Regions from separate parts of the Mus musculus genome. Here region 1 is linked to region 2. Evidence: chromatin contacts called from public Hi-C data. All regions are on one chromosome and are shown on one strand. The core of a region is the stretch at or near the end of the contact, and the rest is flanking DNA. Distances in the headings are between cores, read along the strand shown. Region 1 has its middle 22 kb from the start of Gm5441. Region 2 overlaps Ptprn2 (protein tyrosine phosphatase, receptor type, N polypeptide 2).

Evidence for each region. A called contact is a pair of places that touch in the nucleus more often than the background predicts.
Region 1: a Hi-C map of cortical neurons shows a contact between it and region 2. The contact joins two enhancer-like sites. A contact is called at or near these places in 1 of 484 Hi-C or Micro-C datasets (cortical neurons) and 1 of 9 other capture datasets (embryonic stem cells).

What each region holds. Positions count from the first base shown.
Region 1 is chr12:117,355,425-117,362,265 of GRCm38.p6, forward strand. No RefSeq gene overlaps it. Among named protein-coding and RNA genes, the nearest start is that of Gm5441, 22 kb to the left of the region's middle. Within about 2 kb of position 2,602, at least 9 of the 459 cell types and tissues checked have an H3K27ac peak or open chromatin away from gene starts, as enhancers often do. A contact at or near this core is called in cortical neurons, where this site is marked.
Region 2 is chr12:116,723,664-116,730,747 of GRCm38.p6, forward strand. All of the region lies in intron 3 of Ptprn2 (protein tyrosine phosphatase, receptor type, N polypeptide 2), which reads left to right. Among named protein-coding and RNA genes, the nearest start is that of Gm31336, 30 kb to the right of the region's middle. Within about 2 kb of position 5,103, at least 4 of the 459 cell types and tissues checked have an H3K27ac peak or open chromatin away from gene starts, as enhancers often do. A contact at or near this core is called in cortical neurons, where this site is marked.

The sequences.
Region 1 (6,841 bases), core at 1,352-3,851, 630 kb after region 2:
TTCCAGCAGGGCTGAAGCTGAAGCAGGAGCATCACCATGAGTTTCAAGCCTGGAATCCATGGTGAGACACTGTATCATAAAAACAAGAAGAGGGGCCACTCATTCCTGAGGCCACAGTAGGAGCTGTAGGAAGAAGGAACCTCCAATTTGTTCCCAGCACATGGAGGCCAGCAGAGCTCGGGGCTCTGTCTTGTTCTGCAGTTCACAGCTTGATGAACCCACTTGAGGCCAAAGTGCAGAACAGCAGAGGGGGTTCACGTAAAACTAATCTATCTGCAAAACACCCAGGAAAGAGATGGTAGTCTGGCTCAGTGGATAAAGGCTCTTGATATTCAAGCCTGCTGACCTGAATTAAATCCCCAAACCAAAGGTAAAAGGAAGAACTAATGCCCACAATCCCCAAACCAAAGGTAAAAGGAAGAACTAATGCCCACAAGTTGTCGTCTGACCACCGCATGTGTACTGTGATACATGTGCCCCAGAATGATGATAATCATCATCATCTTCATCATCATCATCGGTGGCGGCAGCAGCAGCATTTTAAGAAAACACCCAGGAAGGGGCTGGAAAAATATCTCAGTGGTTAAGCCCTTGCTGTTCTTACAGAGGACCCAGGTTCATTTCTCAGCTCCCTCATGTTAACACTCCTTCACAACCACTTGCAACTCTAGTTCCAGAGTATGCAACCTCCCTTTCTGGCCTCCATGGAAACAAAGCATACAAGTGGTTCTCATGCATGCATGCAGTCAGGCAAACACTCAAACACATAAAATAAAAATTTTAAACACACACACACACACACACACACACACACACACCCCTCCCAGGAGAAGGGGGCAGTCATCGGGTCTAGAGCATGGAAGAGGAGTGTCTTCCCCATCTCTTAATCTTTCATACTTAAAGAGGAAGAAAAGCATGTATGCATTAAAACAAACCCTCAAAGAGCTTGTACAGTATGTAGAGTTTTGCCTAGCATGCAGAAAGCCCTAGGTTTGACTCCTAGCAATTCGTCATTAGATGAGGTAGTGCATGCCTGTAATCCCAGCAGCTGGAGGCAGGGGGATCAGAAGTTCAAGGTCATCCTAGGCTACATAGTGAGTTTGAGGCTTGCCTGGGCTACATGGACTTGTCTCAACAACAACAACAACTACAACAACACCCAAAAATAACCCCTCAAGGAAACAAAGCACAAGTCTCTAACCTAGAAACAATGTATGTGTCTGTAACCTAGAAACAATGTACGTGACTCTGACCTGGAAACAACGGTATCTTTTCAGCTGAGATAAAATCCTGACCCTCTGTTTTTCTTCTTTCTTGCAGTGGCCTGTTGGTTCAGAACAGAGTCAAAGATGATGCCCACTGGGATAGACTGTGGCCAAGAACAAGGGCCACCAGTTCTGATTTGGAGCCAGTCAACTCCCTGGCTAGAGACAGCTGTTGTCTCTGGGGTAGAGCCCATTCCTTTTAGCTCCACAGTCTCCAGCAGGGGATACACACTCTTTCAGGGCTCCCCAAGCTCACAGGAGAATCCCCCAGGCAGGCTGGGAAGGCTCAATGTGCCCCTGATTTCTGGCTTCACAGCGGCTGCACTGTAAATCCTTCTTATGGCAGTTTCACTGGACACTGAGCAAGAAAAGCAATGTTGGCTCAAGATGGAGAATGATACATACGGCCATTCTGGAAGACATTAACTCCGAGCCTGATGCATAGGTTTATAGGATCTGAAGAGCCTCCTGTTGTCACACTAACACTGATAAATGACAGCTGAGCCAGAAGGAATGTAACAGGGCAGTGCTGCTGTCAGGGAGAGTATGAGGATATGGAGATGTGGCCAGACAGCAGGGTCTGCCACATGAGTGTGGACACAAAACTTGTAGTTCCATAGACCAAGGCTGTCCTCACTCTCAGTCCCCAAATCTCTGTCCCTGTAGGCTTTCCTCCTCCACCTGATGTTTTCTTCAGAGTACAGGTTAAGGCTGGAGGATGGAGAAAGAGATGGTTTTCATGGAAGTGCTAAATATCCAGGGAAAAGACAACTCAGGGCCGATCTGGGAGTTGGGCAGCATATCTAAAGTGAGACTGTACCCTTCCCGGGAAACAGGCTCTAACTGTTACAAGCAAAGGAGAGGAGGATTGCCCCCCCCCAAGCCCCGCTCAACTGTGGGCTCCTCACATCACCCATTCAATGGCAGATAGTGTTAATCCTGGTGGTTAGGTTGTCAGAACACACATGGTGCACCTAGGCCTGTGGGTTAGACTACCTGGTTCTTGAGGTGTCTCGACAAAGTAAGTGACTTAAGAGAATCCTACATACAGCTTTGGGAACCTTATACCTGAAGTCTGGGTGCCTCCCTTCCTCTAACACAAGGAAGGCTCTGAGGAAAGGTCCTTCCACTCCTCTTCCAACTTCTGATGTTGCCAGAGACCCTAGAGTCTTCCCCTGGGAGAGGGACCACTCTGCTCTGCTTCCGTTTCCACATAGCTTTCCCTGTCTGTCCTCCACTTCTTCTGTCTCCATATGGCCTCCTCCCCCTCCTCTGTCTGTCTCTGAGCAGCCCCCTCTTCTTCTGTTGCCATATAGCCTCCTTCTCCTCTCTCCACATGGTTCCTTTTCTGTCTCCATAGTTTCCTCTATGCCTCCATATGGCCTCCCCTGTGTCCGCACAGCTTCTTTCTGTCTCCATACAGCCTCTCCTCCTCCCTCCTCCTCCTCCCCTTCTTCTTCCTCTCCCCTTACCTCCTCTCCATCTTTCCTCTCCATCTTACTCTTCCTCTGTGCAACTTCACACAAGGTGTCTTACAAGAACATCAGCCTAATGGCTGAGAGTCCAGTCCCAGGCAGGTCTCATCTGAACTGGACTCTAGAGATCTTGTCTTCAAACAAGACTACCTTTGTACCAGTGTGGGGATGACTTGCACAGTTCTCTGGGTAACAAACCCAGCCCACAACAGTTAGGCCAATAGGGTGCTGTTATAAACACTCCCATCCCTAGAGAGAGCAAATATTACCCAAGGGTGACAGAAACCCTGGTCTGACCACTTCCAACTCCAAAAATCTTTTTTTTTTTTTGAAAGGCCGCATCTCATGTGCCCTAGGCTAGCCTTGAACTTCTTTCTGATCTTCTTGCTTCTTTCTCCCTAATACTGGGATGGCAGGCATGTATCACCACACCCAGTTTTATGTGGCATCAGAATTGAACACAGAACCTTACACATGTTTGGCATGCAGTGCACACAGCTGAGATACATCCCAGCCCTTGACCCCCTAATTCTAACTTACCCTTAAAATCAACTACCAGCTCCGAATCACCTGTCAATAGCAAGGATGGAGACAAGGAACCGAAGTCATCCTGAAGACTTACTTCCCACCCTCCAAGAAGGCATCACTGGCCAAGGACCATCTGAGAATGGCTGGTGTGGCTACACTTGGGTGGAGGCTTTCTTTCAACAAAAAGTTTGTCGAAGATGGACCAGTAGCCAGATAGGATACCATACATTTTAATGTCAGCTACTCCAGGCTGAAGCAAGAAGGTGGCAAGTTCAAGGCCCCACAGAGGAGTGAGTGTGCACTCAGAACTCCTTTTTCAGAGAACCCAGTCTAAACCAGTGAGTGGTGTAAAGCTGAGTTCAGCCAGGCCTGGAAGCCCTCACCTTTAATGCCAGCACTGTGGAGGCAGAGGCAGGCAGAACTCTGTGAGTTCGAGGCCAGTCTGGGCTACGTGGTAGGTTTCAGGACAGCCAGGGCTATGTAGAGACACCCTGACTTCGGTGTCCCCTTTCCCCACTCAGTGTCCCAGATAGAACAGGGCAGATGATACTGCTGAAACTGTTTCATGTTTACAAATGTGTACAACACCTGGTGCAAGGCCTCGCCGTGCACAAACACCTGCCTGTTGCCTCTCTCCACCCACCAATCTGAACTCCCAGCAGCCCCAGCTTATCCTGAAAGATGAGATGCACTCCTTAGAGACAGACTTCACAGCCGACCTCGGGTGAAAAAAATCCATCTTCTGTCCTCAGGGATTGCCCCCACCTCAGCATCTCCTTTGAGGGGAAGTACACTAACGGGTGTACCTTGTTCCAAACCATTGACCTTGAGATCATCACATGTGCATCCTGAAGCACGCGTGACTGAGGCAGCTGTGGGCATGCTTCTGTGCTCTGCAGGACACTGCCTCCGATGAGCTGAAGAACTGCTTTCCAGGACCAGCCACCTCTGTGTACCCAAGCAAAACCAGCAATAGAAGAGCTGGAAGATTCCCTGGGCCGGCTGGGTCAGCTTGATCTTGCTATACAAGAAAGGGACTTGATCCTGAGCCCTCACTGGTGGGCCACCCCTAACAAAGGCCTCCTGAGCACCTTCTGCTCAGAAGTCTTCCCTCTGGTACCCTGCCTCACGACACTGCTACTTCCTTGTGGTGCTGGGCTCAGAGCTTCATATGATACACAAGCAGGACAAGGCCACTGTCCCTGAAGCAGTATTGCAGTCTCGATGGCAGCTGACTGCCATGGGCTACAGCTGGGCATTCTGTGAGTGGGGCATATGGGGTAGAGTCATGGAAAGGTCTACTGGGATTAGACCATAAGCAGGTCTGGGTCTATCAGGAGGCTGCTTCCTGGCATCAGCACAGGCTCTGTACCCCTGGGTAAGTGCTGGTCACCTGTAGATGGCTGCTACCAGCCTCCCAGTCCCCCAATTTCCGGGTGGTATTACTTAACACCTAGAGTGAAGGCTCTTCCCTGGGCACATGCTTCTTATCTCTGCTCCCTCTACACTGAGAGAAAAGTGTTTTCAACTAAAGAAGGTTGCAAAAGGAAATTATCCAGCTTTTCCCTTAAGACATGCTCCCAATTCGTCACACCGAGCTTGGCGTGAATCATAGCAGCCAGACTATATTTGTGCCACCAGTCCCTACAGAGCAAGGTGAGGTTCACGGCTTCTGGAAATTTCTGAAATTGTTGGTAACTGTTCTCCTCATTAGTGGCCACAGACTGTGTGTGTGAGAAAGGAGCATGGAGCCAAGGCAAATCTGTCACTCAGTGTTGACTGCCACCAGCAAGTGGCTCCATTCCTGTTTGATCTTTCAATTCAAAGAAGGGTCTGACTTTTTTTTTTTTTAAATTGGACTTTCAATACTGTCTCATATCCACCATTTGGACTCTTTGTAGGGGGCTTCTAAAATTCAAAGAACTGACTCGCGCTAAGTACATGCACATTCCTTTAGCAATACTGTGTCTTAATTAACTATTGAATCAGCGTTTGGGAATGTTATAGACAGCTATAATCTACTGCTATTCATGTCAAATTTGAAGTTTTTTGATTACTAGTATGTGTGTCCTTGAAAGTGGTAACAAAAGTTTCTATTTTGGAGCAGCTACTGTTTAGTCCAAAGGGTCATATTTTATGACAACAATTTGCTTTTTACAGCTTTGTTTAATGATCTGTGATTTGAGCTACACCCTAATTAACCCCAACTTGGTCTAAACTGGCTCTGATAAACAGAACTAGTACTGAAGAGGAGAGACATTAGAGGCTGCCAGAGGTGAGATACACATAGTCTCCATATGCAGGGCCCAGCCCGATTCTGATGATACACAACTGCTTTTAAATTACAGAGATCCAGTCCAATGTGCCAGCAGCCTCTGGGTCTAAAACAGCTGCCTATCGCTGTGTGAAATCAGCTCAACCCTGACTCTGTCTTAAATTCATGTTCTCCAAGGCGTATAGCACTTAGAGCTAAGTGTTTATCAATATGGCTAAAAATTAAGTAGGGAGGTGTAAGAACATATAAAAAGAGGAGAAAAAGACTCTCTCTCTAGTGTACTCATCCTGGTCCCACATCAATCACTGTGTTGAGCCAACGCCTAGAAGGCAGTGTGGAGCATGCCCAGTGGAGCAGCCTTCTTCCTAAAGCCGCATGGCTTCTGCAATTATACAGAGAGGTGCTGGAAAGCTGACTGCTACCGTGGTGTGTGCACAACTTCCAATTCTACCAATAAGCTTCCGGTAATACTTGGCTAGCAAGTCTCATGTCAATCATACATCAACTGACCTTCATCAAAACTGAAGCTAAGCAAGGGCAAGCAAGATGGCTCAGTGGATTAATGTACTGGCTGCCAAGCTTGACAACCTGAGTTTGTACCCTAGGACTCACTTTGTGGAAAAGACCCAGCTCTCAGTTGTCCTCTGGTCTCTATATGCCCACTGTGTATACCTACCCACAACATACACAAATGCACATGCACACACATACACATGCACACATGCACAAATATTCTTAAGATTTCTATTTTAATAGAAACCTAGGGCTGGATGTGGTGGGACATGCCTTTAATCCTAGCATTATGGAAATAGATGCAGGCAGATCTATGAGTTTGAAGCTAGCTTGGTTTACATAGCAAGTTATAGGGTGGTAAGGGTTATACAGTGAAACCCCATATCAAAAACTAAAATAAAATTTAATGGAATTTAATTTAAAAATTAAATCCTGGAGCTACTCATGCTCTATGCACATGCAACCTCGGCCGTGGGAAAATCATAGACTAGGAGACTGAAATGTCAAGGCCAGGCTGAGCTACATACAGAAACTGATGCAAAATCAAAAGCAGAATCTGCAGCTGATGCACACAAGCAGCTCTGGTGCCCTGTGGCGGCGGCGGCGGCGGCTGCTGCTGCTGCTGCTGCTGCTGCTGCTGCTGCTGCTGCTGCTCTGGTGCCCTGTGCTGCTGCTGACTCCAGAGAACATTCTGTGGGGACAAAGGCAGTACCAATGAGCCTATTTCACTTATCCAGACTTCTGCTTCTTAGAGCACATCCCATGAGGGGCAGTGACTTTTCTTA
Region 2 (7,084 bases), core at 3,853-6,352:
CCAGGTTAGTTGAAGGGATTGCTGGGTATCAGTATCTGTCCAAGTAAAGGCAAACGATCTTGAGAAAGAGCATCAAGGGGGTATTGAGGAAAAAAATCTTTTGGGTCTAAGACTAAAAAGTGAGTAGTGTTGCCTGGAGTACAGGATAGGATGGTATAAGAGTTATGGATCACACTGTGAGTAGGGATATCAACAGCATCAATGGAGCACAGATCTTGGACCAAACAAAAAGTTCCATCAGGTTTTATAAACTGCCAGTATGGAAATATTGTAAGATGAAGAGCTGGGGTGTAGAAACTGGATAAAAGAGTCTGAATGAGGAGTTTGAGGACTTGGAGACTAGTTAAGGGTAGGGGATATTGGGGTTCAGAAATGTAGGTGGAAAGATCTTTGATACTGATATAAAGAGACTTACGATGTGCAGTAAGACAAGGGGAGGTGGTGTCTCACACAGTGGGACTGACTAGAGAAGGAGGCAGGGGATAAGAGGGCTTTGGGGAATTTAGAGAGAGGGTATGTATGTGTGAAGGAAACAGAGGGACACAGGAGTATCCTGGGAGGTATTTCCGTGGTAGAAGGTAAAATTAATACCAATTTTGGGAAGAACATCCATTCCTAGCAAGAGAATGAGACATGAGGGTACGAGAAGGAAGCGATGAGAAAATGAAAAATCTCTGAAGGAAAAAATTAACAGAAGAGTCTGGAGGGGTCTGGAGGACTGACCATGTACTCTCGTGAGGGGGAGGGGTGAGTGGGATCTCAGAATTCCCTCAGGACTGAAAAAGTGGCCTAGTGACTAATGAATGTGATAAGGTGACCCGATGGAAACACTGAGACACTAGGCTACAGGAGAGTGATTGGAGTAGGTTGAGTTAGGTCAATAGCAGATTCTGGCTCCTATCAGTCCTAAGGTACTAGGCCCAACAGGTTCAGGTGTGTGCTGGAAGGCTGGATGACCTTGAAGAGACTGAGGCCTGGGGGTAGTCCAATGCCCAATGGCCCTGTTATAGACATTTTTGGAATGGCTGAGTAGGCCCAGTGAGAATTTGGACAGATAGGTCCAGTGGTCTTTCTTGTCACATTTAAACAAGGTCCTAGTGGCTCCTTCTGATGTGACAGTACCCTCATTTGCTGGAGGGCCTTAGCCGAGCATTGCTAATTGTGTTTCTGGTTATGCTGACTAGGATTGTGAAAGACTTTGAATACCAGGGCCAGGACCTCAGCCTGGACTGTAAGTGGGCCTCATTGTAAGTGTTTAAGTTTGACTTTTATGCCTGGGTATGACTGGGCAAAAAGTAGGTCATAAGGAGTTGTTGACCATCTGGGGATCACAGAGGTCATGAAAGGTAAGGTAGGACTGGGTTAAATAGTGGAAGTGCTTGATGAAGGTGATGGGGTCTGAGGTAAAAGAACCTAAATGTTTTCAATCTGGACAAGTTCACTAAAGGAGAAGGGGACATAAATACGAGTAGTACCTTCTACACCTGCTACTTCTCTGAGGGGCAGGATGGAGGTAGGGGCTGAGAGCAGTTTCACTAGAGTGAGTATGAAGAGGTTTGAAAATAGGTGGCAGTGGTGAGGACTTGGGGCAAATTGGATTGAGCAGGGGTGGGGCCTGAGGACACAGACTTTTCTGGTCTTGGTGAGACCCAGGTGGATAATGGAGTGGGAGGGTGGTAGATTGTTGGAACGGCAAGTGATGAGGAAGGATGTAGCATTGTTCATCAGCTAAACCGAAGGGTAGAGTTTCAGTTTCAGGAGCAGAAGTGTCAGGAGATGACATGAGGACTTAAGAGCAAGAAGGGTATGAGGTGGTGAGTAGGGAGACATTCAAGGAAAAAGCAGAGACATGCAGGATCACTTTATAAAAGTTGTAAGGATCCTGAATAATGTTAGGATCCAGAGGCCATTGGACAGCCATTTAGACTGATTATCTAGTGGATATAGGGACCAAGACAGTGGATGAGCTTAGGAGATGAGAGTTTGGTCATTTGAAATTTTGGAGGAGACATCCTAAAAGCAAGTCATTTTGAATGGAGGGGGCAGAACTCATCACCCTTAGTGGTCAGTGGGTCAAGGTCAAGAGACCAGATATCCTCTGTATCTAGAAAGGTTAAAACCAGGATCTCTGGGACAGGGGGTTATCACCCAGACACCATCATCAAGAGAAAGACCCCCCCCCCCAGTGGGTCTGAGGTCTGTGGGTCTGAGATTTTTGGGACTTGTCAACAGATATTTAGGAGGAGTTTGTTGTCAGTAAGGTTTGGAGGCACTCTTCTTTTAGAAACTGATAGGTGTATTGACTTGTTATAGGCACTGGAATGTTCTGTGGACTAGTTTAGGTTAACTCATGGACTACAGGTCATTAGACCAGTGGAAATTAAGCAAAGCACTGATTTCTTCACATGGCTCACCTATGTTCCTTTCTCACACAGTCTTTTAGTTCTCGGTATGGACCTACCTGTGTTCCTTTGTGTGAGGCAACATCCATCTCCACTGACACTGTATAGCACCTAAGCTTGTCACCGTGCATCTTGTAGTTGCTACTTCCTGGTCACTGGGACCTAGCAGCCATGTGAAAGCCCCAAAATGCTAGGAACAAAACATGATTAGTGTCTATGAGATCAGATCATGAAGATGCTCAACAGTGAGATGTGGTTGATGCAGGTCCATGAGCCATGATGATGCCCACAAGCCATTTTTATGTCCATGAGCCTATGATGATGCCCAGGTAGTAGAAGCTTCTAGAGGAGAGGAGTTTCTACTGAACCTCTCTAGAGGAGAAGAATTGCCCAAATCAATTTCTGCAGTGGATGACAAGGGATACTGAAAAACTGCATATATAGCAGCTGTACCAGCTTGCCATGTAGCTGAGGTTTCCACTCTCCAGGATCCATCTGTCTTCTGTCATGTAGGTATGTTACACAGAAATGTGTTGGAAACCATCACCCCTGCCTACTTCAAGTTGTTGATAGTGGTAATTTTTGAGTCCTATATAGGAAGGTAGTTTTGCCCTTATTTTTGGAAGGAAGAGGTAGCTCCAGTGGCTGCCATTGGTACTTCCTACCAAGAAAACACACCAACAGGAATACATCTGTCCCAGGCAGCTTCTAGAAGAATGGACATGAGAAGGGTTTTTATTTTGGTTTGCAGTTTCAGAGAAGTAGAGTCCATTATGGTGAGGAAAGTGTAACAACAGCTAAAGAAAGCATGGGTGCAGGAGCTGGACCCATAAATTGAACCATTATATTTTCATCTGCGTTCAACAAACAAGCCAGGACAGGGGGCAGGGGGACAGGAGGACAGGGGGACAGGGGCAATGCTATAAAACGTCAACCCCCCTGCCCAGTGATGCACTTTCTTTAGCAAGGCTCCACATTTTAAAAGGTCTTTAGCTTCCCCAGACAGTACCAACAACTGGGACCAAATATTCAAATACATAAACCTATGGTGGAGATTTCTCATTCAAACCACCATATCCCCCTCCCCCGCCATTATTACCATCTGGGTTAGTGTGTCAGAAGTGGTATATGCCCCTCCTCCATTATTACCATCTGGGTAGTGTGTCAGAGGTGGTATATGCCCTTCCCCTATCATTACCATCTGTGTTAGAGGGTATAGAGGTAACATAACCCTGTTCTTTCACTATTATCTGGGTTTGCATACAGTTCAGAGTTGATTGGTATTACCTAAAGTTCATAGTTTATATGCTGGTTCCTTTAGGTTGTGAACATTTTGTGAATTTCTAAGGGCATGTGTTCTCCTGAGTGTCACACTTGGGGTCTATTGCCTTAAGAACCCTCAATTCTCTGCCCAGTTTTCAATAATATCAAATGATATTATACATAGTTAATGAGAGAAATGCCACTTCCTGAAGGAGACCCTCAGCAAGTCCAATAGTTTTGATCTTGCTCCATAGAAGAAGAGTGTGAGACAGGTCATTGGACCTTACCTGAGATCCAGCCACTCTTTCTGCCTCTCTTCCAGCTATACATAACCCTGGCTCTTCCTCAAGTGGGCTTTGGGTACACCATAGAGGGTTAACTAAAGGAGGGATTTATATATGTAGCTTTGGGAGGCTGTCATTAATGTTATGTTGGGACTTTTTGGTGATATAGCTTTTGGGGTCACCCACACTCACAGTAACCCTTCACCCATCCTCTTATAAGAAAGTCTGGTAAACTCGTATTACCAAGCTGAACTCAGGTAGAGTAGTTTCTCTAGTTTATGGTTGGTGCTTTTCTGAGATGGAAAGACATTTGTCCAAGTTTCCACAAGGAAAGTTAACGAAATAGTTGTCACCCAAACAGGAGAAGTGACAGAAGGACAGATGAGATTGGGAAGAGCAGTTCTGTTCTATTTACTGTGGAGAGACATGTAACTGAAGCTAACCCATCTAAGAGCCAGCAGCCACAACCAATGCTGATATGGCCATTCATTGTTGAACGATATAAAGTGTGTGCTTATTCGATGAATGCCATCCATCAAGGGAGTACAGGGACATTCCAAGAATTGCCGATGAACCTGGGAGTATATTGCAGTCTCTGAAATTATTACATATGGACTAGGATTGTAAGAGAGCTGTGGCAGAAGTTTTATTGTCCATGTGGGTGAAAGCCATGCAACTGAGATTGAGGTGTCTTTGCAGAAAGCACTTGCTGAATAAGGGAGTAATTACCAGAGAAAGTCATGCAAGGAGGTACACTTCGTGTTAGCTTCTGATTTTGTAGGTAAATTGGATAAAGATGAAGATCAGATTTGTCTTAGCATTACTCTTGCTGCAATGAAACATCAGGACTAATTGCTAGTTGGAGAGCTTACACTTCTACATCACAGTTCACCATCAAAAGAAGCCAGGATAGGAACTCAAGCAGGCCTGGAACCTGAAGGCAGCAGCTAATGCAGAGGCCATGGAAGAGTGCTGCTCTCATCGTGGCTTTCTCAGCCTGCTTTCTTATAGAACTCAGGACCATCAGCCTAGGGGTGTTCCTACCCACAATTACTAAGAAAATTCACAACAGGCCTGCCTATAGCCTGATCTTATTGAGGCATTTTTTTTTTTTGAGTTGAGGCATCTTCCTATCCAGTGACTCTAGCTTATGTCAACTTGACATAAAACCAGCTTGCACCAGACTAAGAACTGACTCACTGTTTCTTCTGACTGTGGGGAAGAAAGGAGAAGAGAGTACAAAATATATCAGTGCTCAAAAGCTCTGTTTGTTGTCAAAAAACGTGGGGGAGAACTAAACAGGAAGAAGGGAGAAGATGAGGTAGAAATGAGAGCGAAGGGGCTGGGTGAGAGAGTGTTGTATTACTCTCACTTGGCCAGGCTAGACAGTGTTCACTGCAGAATCGGGAAGGACATTAATTCAGTAAGGGCCTTGGACTGGCAGAGATATTTTTGGCTTCACAGATGTCCATGATCTTTCTGGGGTAGATAAGGCTCTGGTGGACCTGAGCTATTAGGTGAGCATGTAAAAGGGGGCTGCCTGGATCACTTGAAATCAAATGTGGCAAAATTTGTTTTGAGCTGGAGTTCCAAAGAGAAAATGGGCAGAAAGCAAAGGCTGTGCCTGTGTGTGCCTGAACAACAGTACATCAATGAGGTGCAAGAGGTACAGGTATCCCTATTGTGTCTGCCAGTACCTGCAGCAGATCCTCTTGGTCCCTTATCTGTGTGGAACGAGTCTCTGGTGCAGGTGGGCAAGGAGTCGGTGGGAATTGACAGACAGACTCGACACAAGGGAGTGTGGATCTGAATGTAATTTGTCAAATCGAGCATCAAACTTTTTATACAGAAGAAAATAGGGAAGTTGGGTGACACTCTAGTAAGGTACAAAGAAGTTACTGGATTCTTACACAAAACAGAAGGACTGGCAGGAACCAACTGGGGTAAAATTCAATGTTAACAACTGGGATCAAAAACATCTCCACCTAAGGTCCACTTAATCTTAGAAGCCAGGGGCAAGGGCTTTGTGCCCTTGCCAAAGTTCCTACTCTAGTCTATTGTATAGTCCACCTTCCCTCTAGGCCATTGTAAATACTTGTGTATGGGTGTAACTCAGCTACCTATAGTTCTAAGTATCTACTCTGGTTCCTCTTTAAGTCACAAACTTCCTTCTTCCTAGATAATGGTAAATTTCTGTGTAGGGCAGTGACCTAGGTATCCATGCCCAGGGACTGCGGATCAAGGACTGCCTAGGATCTAACTTGGCTATATGTCAAAATATCAATCCTTAGGAGCACTTGTAATAAAGCAATATTAAGGGAAAGCACACAGATCCGTTTACCAACTAAAGCAAGGACATTGGAGCATTCTTTATACAGGATGCCACGATTCCAGGAGGCTGTTTCCATGAATTTTTCACCTCGGGGCAGCGCCCAGGTTTTTGGTGCCTGTTGTGCTTGTCACTACTGGAGTGGATGTAGCAAGTACCTGTTATAAATTGGTCTGGCATCCCAAGAAAATGACCAAACAATCCAAAGTATCCCAGTAAAGCAAAAGTTTTTACATTTGCAGAGTGTGTCCAGCTGTGAGAAATCAGGCAATCACACCTGCAGGAAGTCAGCCATGTTTTCAGGAAGGCAGCTATGCTTTCCACCCATAATGCAAAGGTCCTGTGCTTCACTCTGGTTGGTCAGAGATCAGACTGTCATTCTTATGTGATCATCTAGTTCAGAAAGGTGCAGTTTCTAGGGAGAAATGAACAAGTATATATTTGAGTTCAGAACTGCTGACACAGGTGAGAATTACAAAATGACATCTTTAAAAATTGAATTTTCAGCCGGATGTGATGGCGCATGCCTTTAATCCCAGCACTTGGGAGGCAGAGGCAGGTGGATTTCTGAGTTCGAGGCCAACCTGGTCTACAAAGTGAGTTCCAGGACAGCCAGGGCTAAACAGAGAAACCCTGTCTAGAAAACACACACACACACACACACACACACACACACAAATTGAATTTTCATTGTCTTATTTAACCCTTTGGAAGAGAAGATATCTGTCTTAATCAGGGTTTCTATTCCTGCACAAACATCATGACCAAGAAGCAAGTTGGGGAGGATAGGGTTTATTCGGCTTATA